2 separate regions of the Mus musculus genome follow, and region 2 is linked to region 1. The links are chromatin contacts, called in public promoter capture Hi-C maps. All regions are on one chromosome and are shown on one strand. The core of a region is the stretch at or near the end of the contact, and the rest is flanking DNA. Distances in the headings are between cores, read along the strand shown.

Evidence for each region. Promoter capture Hi-C pulls out the DNA fragments that hold promoters and counts their contacts.
Region 2: a promoter capture Hi-C map of pre-B cells shows a contact between it and region 1, with 2.2 times the contacts expected there. The contact joins the promoter of Suz12 here to the promoter of Nufip2 in region 1.

The regions. Positions count from the first base shown.
Region 1 is chr11:77,684,255-77,688,289 of GRCm38.p6, reverse strand. Nufip2 (nuclear fragile X mental retardation protein interacting protein 2) reads right to left here and starts at 2,151. Exons shown (of 4, transcript NM_001024205.2): 1 at 1,783-2,151. The coding sequence starts at 2,062.
Region 2 is chr11:79,990,825-79,994,859 of GRCm38.p6, reverse strand. It overlaps Suz12 (SUZ12 polycomb repressive complex 2 subunit), which reads right to left and starts at 1,754. Exons shown (of 16, transcript NM_199196.2): 1 at 1,261-1,754. The coding sequence starts at 1,540.

The DNA of each region.
Region 1 (4,035 bases), core at 902-3,401:
TCCCTTTTCAGTTAAAAACAAAACAAAACAAAACAAAACGTGTGAATATATAAACTTTGATGCTTATTTTAAGTAGCTCAAGGCTCCACATTTAATGTTAAATAATACTCAGTTAGGGGATGGAAGTCGGTTTTAAAATGCACCAAAACGCCTCTTAACCACCAAAAAGGTCTTGTCCAAGGTAAAGGGCTGGTGACAACCACATGGACAAGTCACTTCCAGTTCATAGTTAAAGAAACAGGAAAGCCAAAACTGCCCGTGTTGTCCCACCCATTAGAGCATCGGATTAATCCCTCCCACAAAGTCACTACCCAGCTCAGAAGTTTAGGTGTTCGGTGGAAAACGAATGGAACAAAGTTTGAGAGGTTGTTCCCCAACCCCCCCCCATTTTTTTTTTTTTTTTTTGGGTAGGAAATGCGCTGCTATAAAGAAAAAAGGCCTAAGTGAAAAAGCCTCCGAGGCGGAGTCGTGAGCGAACCTGGCAGGAGATGAGATTCCTGTGGCAGAGAAACTCGTGACCCGGGAGCTTGGTTCCCGCTGGGTACCCCACCCGGCCTCAGGCACCGCCTCTCCCCAAAACGAATCCCCCTCGCCCCTCGCAGGCCAGCGGAACGCTACGGCCACGGCCGCCGCCCGGGCCTCCTTCCCCCTTCAAGCTCCTCTTCAAGGCCCGCTCCCCGCCCGCGCCTCCCGCCGCACCCGGGAGCGGGAAACGCGGCCGTCGGGCGCGCGGGGCCACGGTGCAGGCCGCTCCCCTCGTGGCCGCTTCCCTCCCCCACCCCAACCGCCCCCGCCCCTCACCCCAGGGACCCGCCCGGGGCCGCGCGGCCGCCACCGGGTTACACAACCCCGGCGCGGCGCGGCGCGGAGGGGGAGGGGCGGCGGGCGGCGGCCGCCCGCAGTGCGGGGGGGACCCGGAAAAGGGCCGCAGAGGGTCCCGGGGCAGCCGGGCCGGCGTGCCGTGTGGCCTTCGGCACCCTTCCCCCTCCGCTCCTCCGCCGGCCGGAGTCGGTGACAGGAATCAGCTTCCAACATGGCGGACAGGAAGCGGCCCCGCGAGGAGGAGAGAACATTCCAGCCTCGCCGGCTCCGAGGCGAGCGGGCCAGGGGCGCCGGCCTGCGGAGAAGCCCTCGCGGACAGACAACGGGGTCCGGACGCGCAAGACGGGCGTTTAGGGGTGGAAATGACCCGAGGGACGATAGGGTCCCCCACACACCCAGACGGCAAACCCCAAGGCCACAGGTGGGCTCGGGGCGGCGGGTGAGCGAGGACGCTTCCTCAACTTAGCCCTCAGCCCCGCTCGTCGCCGCCTGCAAGCGGCTCTCGCGACACCACCCGCATCAGGATGGATTCACTAGGCCTGAATTACATACACCTCGGGGGAATTTTTTATTTTATTTTTTTAGGGCGGCTGAGTTTCACCCCCTTCTTAGGGGCCCCCACATTCAGGCAACTCCAGGGCCCGCACTAGAGGGGAAAAAGAAGATGAAGGCTGGACTTCCAAGGCCGAGGGCACAGCTCTGCCTCCGGCCGGCCGGGGCGGGGACCGAGGAAGGTCACGCCGGCCTGGCTGGGCCTCTCCCATGCTAAAGGGAAGGAGAGGGCGCTGCAATCCCCACCTCGCGGCCCGGCCCGCGCCCGGGAAGAATGGAAGGGGGCATCCCCGGCCCGGCGGGACGCACACCCGGACCGGGTCCGCGCTTTTCCCATCTAGCCCCACCCCCATCGCTTCCCCCCCCTCCAATCCAGTCCCCCTTCCCCCACCGCCCTCCCTCTCAGACCTGTTTTCTTCTTCGGCGTTTCCTGGTGCTGCTGGAGGGTGTGTTTCTGCTCATGTTTCAGCGGCTTGGGCTGGGCCTTGGGGCTGCCCTCGGCTCCATGCTGCAGGTATTGGTGAGGCTGCTGGTGATGGTGGTGGTGGTGGTGGTTGTGGCTGTGGTTGTAGAAATAATAATGGTGGTGGTGGTGCGACTGCTGCTGCTGCTGCTGCTGGGGATGATGGTGCGGATGGTGGTGGCTGTGATGGTGCTGAGGCTGTGGCTGGCCGGGCTTCTCCTCCATTGAAAGCGGCTGGGACTCCCTGGCTGAGGCTGCGGGCTGCTGCACCGTCAGGATCTGAGACTGCTTCTCCGCGCTCGCTCGGTATATCTGAGCGCGTCTCGCCAGCGCACTGGTTAAGCGAGAGGATCTGCGAGATTGGCAGCCGTGCTCCAGCAATGAGGAGCCACGCTGCGCGTCAAGCCCCGCCCCTAGCTCAAATCCTCTTCCCTTCCCCTTCGCCACCGCCGCCTGGCCAACGCCACTTACCCTATGCAACCTCACAGGGCCGGGCCTTCAACGTCAGCATTATGGCTCTCTCTTCTATCGCTTTCTCTCCTTCACCACGCAGTTAGCGAACAGCACTTTCTACACTCCTCACACCGAGCAAGCTGATGTCGAGTGTAGCAGATTCCACTGACGATTCTACTGGCGCTAGGAGCCATCTGTTGGTTTTGCACCTCCTAGAATGTGTTGGGTTGTGAGTGTGTGTGTGTGTGTGTGTGTGTGTGTGTGTTTAATTCTTTTCCGGGTAGCCAGAGAGGAAAGCTCAATTTCCTTAACCCTTAAACCACGAAGGGGGCAATTCAAAAAAGAGGAAATAAATACATTTTTAAGAATACAAGAGCTTCACAACTCGATAGATCGTTTTCGTATTCTGGATTCATTTTGCTTTGTATTCATATGCTAATCTCTTCCTTTCCACGGAGGGATTATAGGGTTCCACAATAGGGTATCTGTGTAATTTTCTAAAAGGGGACAAAGGGCTTAAATCATTGTTTCTTTGTAGTTGAAAGCAAGAGAGAGGGAGGAATGAAAAAAATCTACACTGAAGTTTTTTGGGTGTTTTTGTTGTTTTTTTAATCAAACACTGCAGGTGAGGTCAACTATGGAACCAAAATAGATTTTAGACTAAGACTTTCAAAAGTGAAATAAAGGAGAAAGGAACCCTTTAAAAGTTCTTAAGGTTTGGGTTTTTAAAACATTTTTGTATTAAATTTAAGGAAAACATTGAAATGTAAAGGTGTATTTGCAATTTATGCTGTTAATTTAACCTGTTATGATAGGAAGAAGGTTGTGATAAGCACAGACACGGGGTACCCTCGAAATATATATTTGGGGGACTTGGCTAGGAGTTTTGTTTGTTTTGGACTGGTTTGTTTTTGAAACAGACTATGTAAACCTGATTGGCTTGGAACTACCTAAGTAGAAGTGTCTGGCCAACTAAGAGATTCCCCCTGTTTCTGCCTCATGAATGCTGGGATTAAAGTCCTACACACACCAGCATACCCCAGCCAATGTGCTATTGCTATTACATGAATAATTGCTTTAAAATTCATTAAATTAGATATACATTTGTCTATGTATTATAAGGGATTTTTTTTTTTTTTGGTACAGCCCTGGCTGTCCTGGAACTCACTCCTGTAGACCAGGCTGGCCTCTGCCTTCCAAGTGCTGGGATTAAAGGCATGCCCCACCATCACTGCCCTCCCCCCAAGGGAAAATTTAAATGTAAAGTTTACCATCTTACTTTGTATTTGTTTTGTTGTTTTGTCTTTGTTTGTTTGTTTGTTTGTTTGTTTTTGATCTTCCTCTGTATCTCTGACTGGCCTGTTATTCACTATGTAGCCCAGGCTAGCTTCAAATTGTTTCAGTCCCCCTCACAAATACTGTCATTGCAGGCACTAGAACCTATATCTCTTGAAACCCCATACCTTTTCAATGATAAAGCCCTTAAGGCTGGAGGAATAGGTCAGCTGTTAAAAGCAGCGTTTTCTGCTCTTGCAAAGGACCAGAGTTCAATGCTGAGCACTCACACAGCAGCAGCATGATCATCCATAGCTCTAGTTCTGGGGGCCCAACTTCCCTTCTGAAGTCCAAGGGCACCAGACACACACGTGGTACACATAATTAGGTGTATTTTGTATGTGTGATTTTTTTTTTTATCCCCATGTGTATATGTTCACCATGTGTATGCCTGGTGCCTGCTAAAGTCA
Region 2 (4,035 bases), core at 505-3,004, 2.3 Mb before region 1:
TTAATGGTAACTGTTTTCTTGCAAGTGGATTTCATTGAAAGCTAGTAGTTAAAACCTTCCTAGAGGATTGGTTTTCTCATAACATTTAGAAAGTTTTAAATTTCCAATTAATCTTCAATTTAGTTTTAGTTTCAAGTTAAAGTAAAAGGAGATGAGATGTCTTAGAAGAGGTACAAACAAGTGTATTTATTCTCATTACTGTCCTTCAGTTCTGATTATATTTAAAAGCTTTTCAGATTTTTGTAAAAGTATATTAAGCAAAAGAATAACGATCTCTGAAGCATGACCAATTATCTGTTTCAATATTCAAAAATCGAAATGATTTGTATTAAATTCCAATAAGAATTTCACGAAGAATCAATGAAAATGAAGGAAGAGTATTAAAACAATGTAAAACGTCTTTCCAAGCACAGCTGATACCAAAGCCCATAACATATGCCACGGATATAGTGTAAATAAAGAGATTCAACGGCAAAGCTGACTTCATTCAAGTTGCCGTAAAATACCCAGCTAGAAGATTGCTAAATTCCACTATCTACACAAAAGAGGTGCAAAACCATCAGGATATAATGCCCACTTAGTAACAATTTTATTTATAGTCATAATGTTTATAAATTCTATTGTTTGTTTCCAGGCACTGTGTGATCCCCTTTCCAAAAAAGTCAGTTTCGCCCTCCACGCATCTTTTAAAACGAAAAACCGGGATTTAAAAAAAAAATGTTCTGGAATTAAGAAACAACTCCAAGGTTGTCCACGGAGAGGACGCTTGCCCCATTCTGTCTCTCTCAGTCTACGCACCCATAAAATGGGCGGAAAGGTTTGAAAAGCTTAAAAGGTTTCAAATGCTGCGTGTTCACTCACACGCAGCCAGAGTGGGTACGAACGCATTTCAGACCCATGACAATTTCCTCGGCTTTACAACACTCATCTCCGGACAGGCTGTGTCTCGTCCCCCCGAAACCTACAACTATAATCCCTGTACTTGTGGAGTAAGGAAGACACAAACGAAAACACCAACTCGTCTCGGGATCTATATGCGCTCAGTTCAACCGTCACGTCCCCACCTCCAAGGCTGCTCTGAACCTGGGGGCCCCGGGGCGACCCTTCCGGGAGTCAGGGACCTGCTCGGGACCCCGGCGTTCCCCAGCGAGTCCTCCCTCCACTCCCAAAGCAAGTGGACTCTCCGAGAACCCGGCGGAGTGCCCCGTGCCCCGAACGCCGGAGAGGGGCACCCCTGCCCTCGAAGCCGCTCACACTCACTCTCAAAGGCCTGGAGGAAAAGCTCGTGGTCAGCCTGGACGTGCTCCATTTTCGGCTTCTTCACCGGCAACACCGCGGCCCCCGCCGCCGCCGCCGCGGCCGCCGCCGAGGAGGAGGAGGCCGAGTAACTGCCGCCGCCTCCACAGCCCCCGCCGCCGGATTTGCCGCCCGAAGCCGCCGCCGCCACCGCCGCCGCCGAACCCCCGAAGCCGCCTCCCCCGGACCCCGCGCTGGGCCCCGAGCCGCCCCCTCCCCCACCGCCGTGCTTCTGAGGCGCCATCGCGGTTCCTGCCTCCTCCCCCCGCCAGCTACCCGCCGGGCGGCCCCGGAGAGTGAGCGCGCCTGCTACACCAACCGCTCGCCCCAGCAGGCTCCAGCGGACCGAGGGGGGAAGGAGGAGAGAGGGGAGGAGAGGGGAAGGGAAGGGAGGAGGAGAGGAGGGAAGGAGGGAGGAAAAAAAAAAAGTGTCTCCTCCGAGCCCCGCTCCGCTTCGGAGGCCGCTCACCCTACCCTGGCCTCGCTCCGCCCACTTTCCCCGCCCGGCGCTCTGATTGGCCGGCGGGAGCGCGCGCCGCCGGGCCGCCCAGCCCGTTGGTCCGCAGAGTCCCCCGTCAGTCACGCGGAGGCGCTTCTCGCGGAGGCGCGGCTTGGTTGGCCCGTGCGCGCTGCCGACCGCGGGCCCGGACGCCTCTTTGAACTGAATTCGCGGGAAAATGAGGGGTCGGAGCGGCCTTCCTGCTCGTCCCGGTGCATTGTGGGCAGAGGGGGACTCGCGAGCGGCTTTGGGAGCCGTTTCTCGCCTTGAGAGCTTCGTCAGTCGCCGCCCCCAGGGGGGCAGAGGTCCCCTGGAGAGAGAGGCGGGTGACTGAGAAACTGAAGGCGAAGGGGCCTTTGAAAGGAGCGGAGGTCCACCGCGGATCCCGAGACTGTGTGGTCTCAGGAAGTGACCTGCCCCGGGGGTGCTGTGTGCTCAGTCTCATCTCCACTGAGGCAGGAGGAGATCGGATCCCCTGGCCGCCACGTGCCCCAAGCCACCCATGGCCGAAATCCCCTAGCGCAGCCACTGGGTTGTCGGACGTGAAGGGCTCGCCTACGAAAGGGAGCGACCTATTTTGTGGCGGCCGTTTCTCAGAAATTAAGGAGACTTGGTTTTGTTTTGTTAAGTGATGTGAGGTTTTGGGATTCTGTGGAATTGGGTTGTGGCTTCTCAACACGATGCGAGCAAAGTAGATACTTCATTTTCTCTGAGACAAATAGGTGATTCGAAGTAAAGACATTTCTTGAAGTTTTATTTATTGTACTGCCAAAAGCTTGTGAGGAACGCTGTGTTTTGAGTGTCTTGTTTAAAAAGATAGATAAACTGGGCGGTGGCGCACGCCTTTAATCCCAGCACTCCAGAGGCAGAGGCAGGCGGATTTCTGAGTTCAAGGCCAGCCTGGTCTACAAAGTGAGTTCCAGGACAGCCAGGGCTACACAGAGAAACCCTGTCTCGAAAAACCAAAAAAAAAAAAAAAAAAAAAAGATAAACAGACCCGACCTAAGTCTGTTGGTACAAATTGGCTTACTCTGAATAACTTGGATTTCAAGTTAGACAAAATAACCAGCTTATATTGCTTATATTTTAACTTTCTAAAAATGTTTTTATGCTCGGTGGTGGTGGCACACACCTTTAATCCCAGCACTTGGGAGGCAGAGGCAGGCAGATTTCTGATGCGAGCCTGGTCTACAAAGTGAGTTCCAGGACAGCAAGGGCTATACAGAGGAACCCTGTGCCTAAGTCTACACCAAGGTCGTATGCTGCGGTCCTTACAGCCAAAAGAGGATGTTGCCTCTCCTGGAAATGGAGTCACAGGTGGTTGTGAGGCCTAGGGTGGGTGCTAAGAATCAAATAGAGATCTCTGAGAGAGCAGCCAGTGCTCTCAACTGCAGAGCTGTAAGTCCAACCCCACGTTATGTTTTATATTAAGAAGAAACTTTAGAATGCTCTCATTATACTAGTCTGTATTTAAGAATATTTCTTACTGCAAAATAGGTATATGGTGGGTTTTTTTCCCCCTTATGTTTCTGAAGAACGTCTCTGATGAATGCCACCCCACCGAGGTTTCTGGAGTTTTAGCTGCGGTATTGCTTTATAGCGTTAGGAAATTCAGTCAGGGTCTGAATAATTAAATTACTCTAAGCAAATCCAAAAATATCGCATTACAAACTAGAGTGCTAATTTAACTATGTGACAACTATATAGCTGTCAAAATGTTCCCTCTTCATCATTTGTCAGGGTTCAGTTGTAGGGAGGGAGAGGACGGAGGGACAAATACAGTCAAATAACCAAGTGAAAGATTATCATGAATGTTTGATGAAAGGAGAAATGCACCTAAGGGATTTGGGGTATTCTTAAAGGAAATGGTAGTAGCAGGCATTAATGTGATGTTATACATCTGTGCTAACCAACATTAATCATGAAAAAGCCAGCCATGCCATGAGAGAGGCGCTGCTGACCAGTCCTCACTTCTACATTCCTTATCTAGAATGTCCAGAGAATGCAAAAAAATAAAAATAAAAATCCTATGACTTAAGAAAAAAATTAATTAATTGAAGGGTCATTTCAGCTACATCATCTTGACAGACCACCTCTAGCTTGGTCTTGTCTGGCTACCTTGTTACTTGGGATGACAGGTGCTTTTGAGGTTTGTGATTGCAGTTCACTATCAGTGATACAGATATTTAACTCCCCCACCAAGCAATGAAGTTAGATTGCTTTCCAGATGTTTTGTTTTG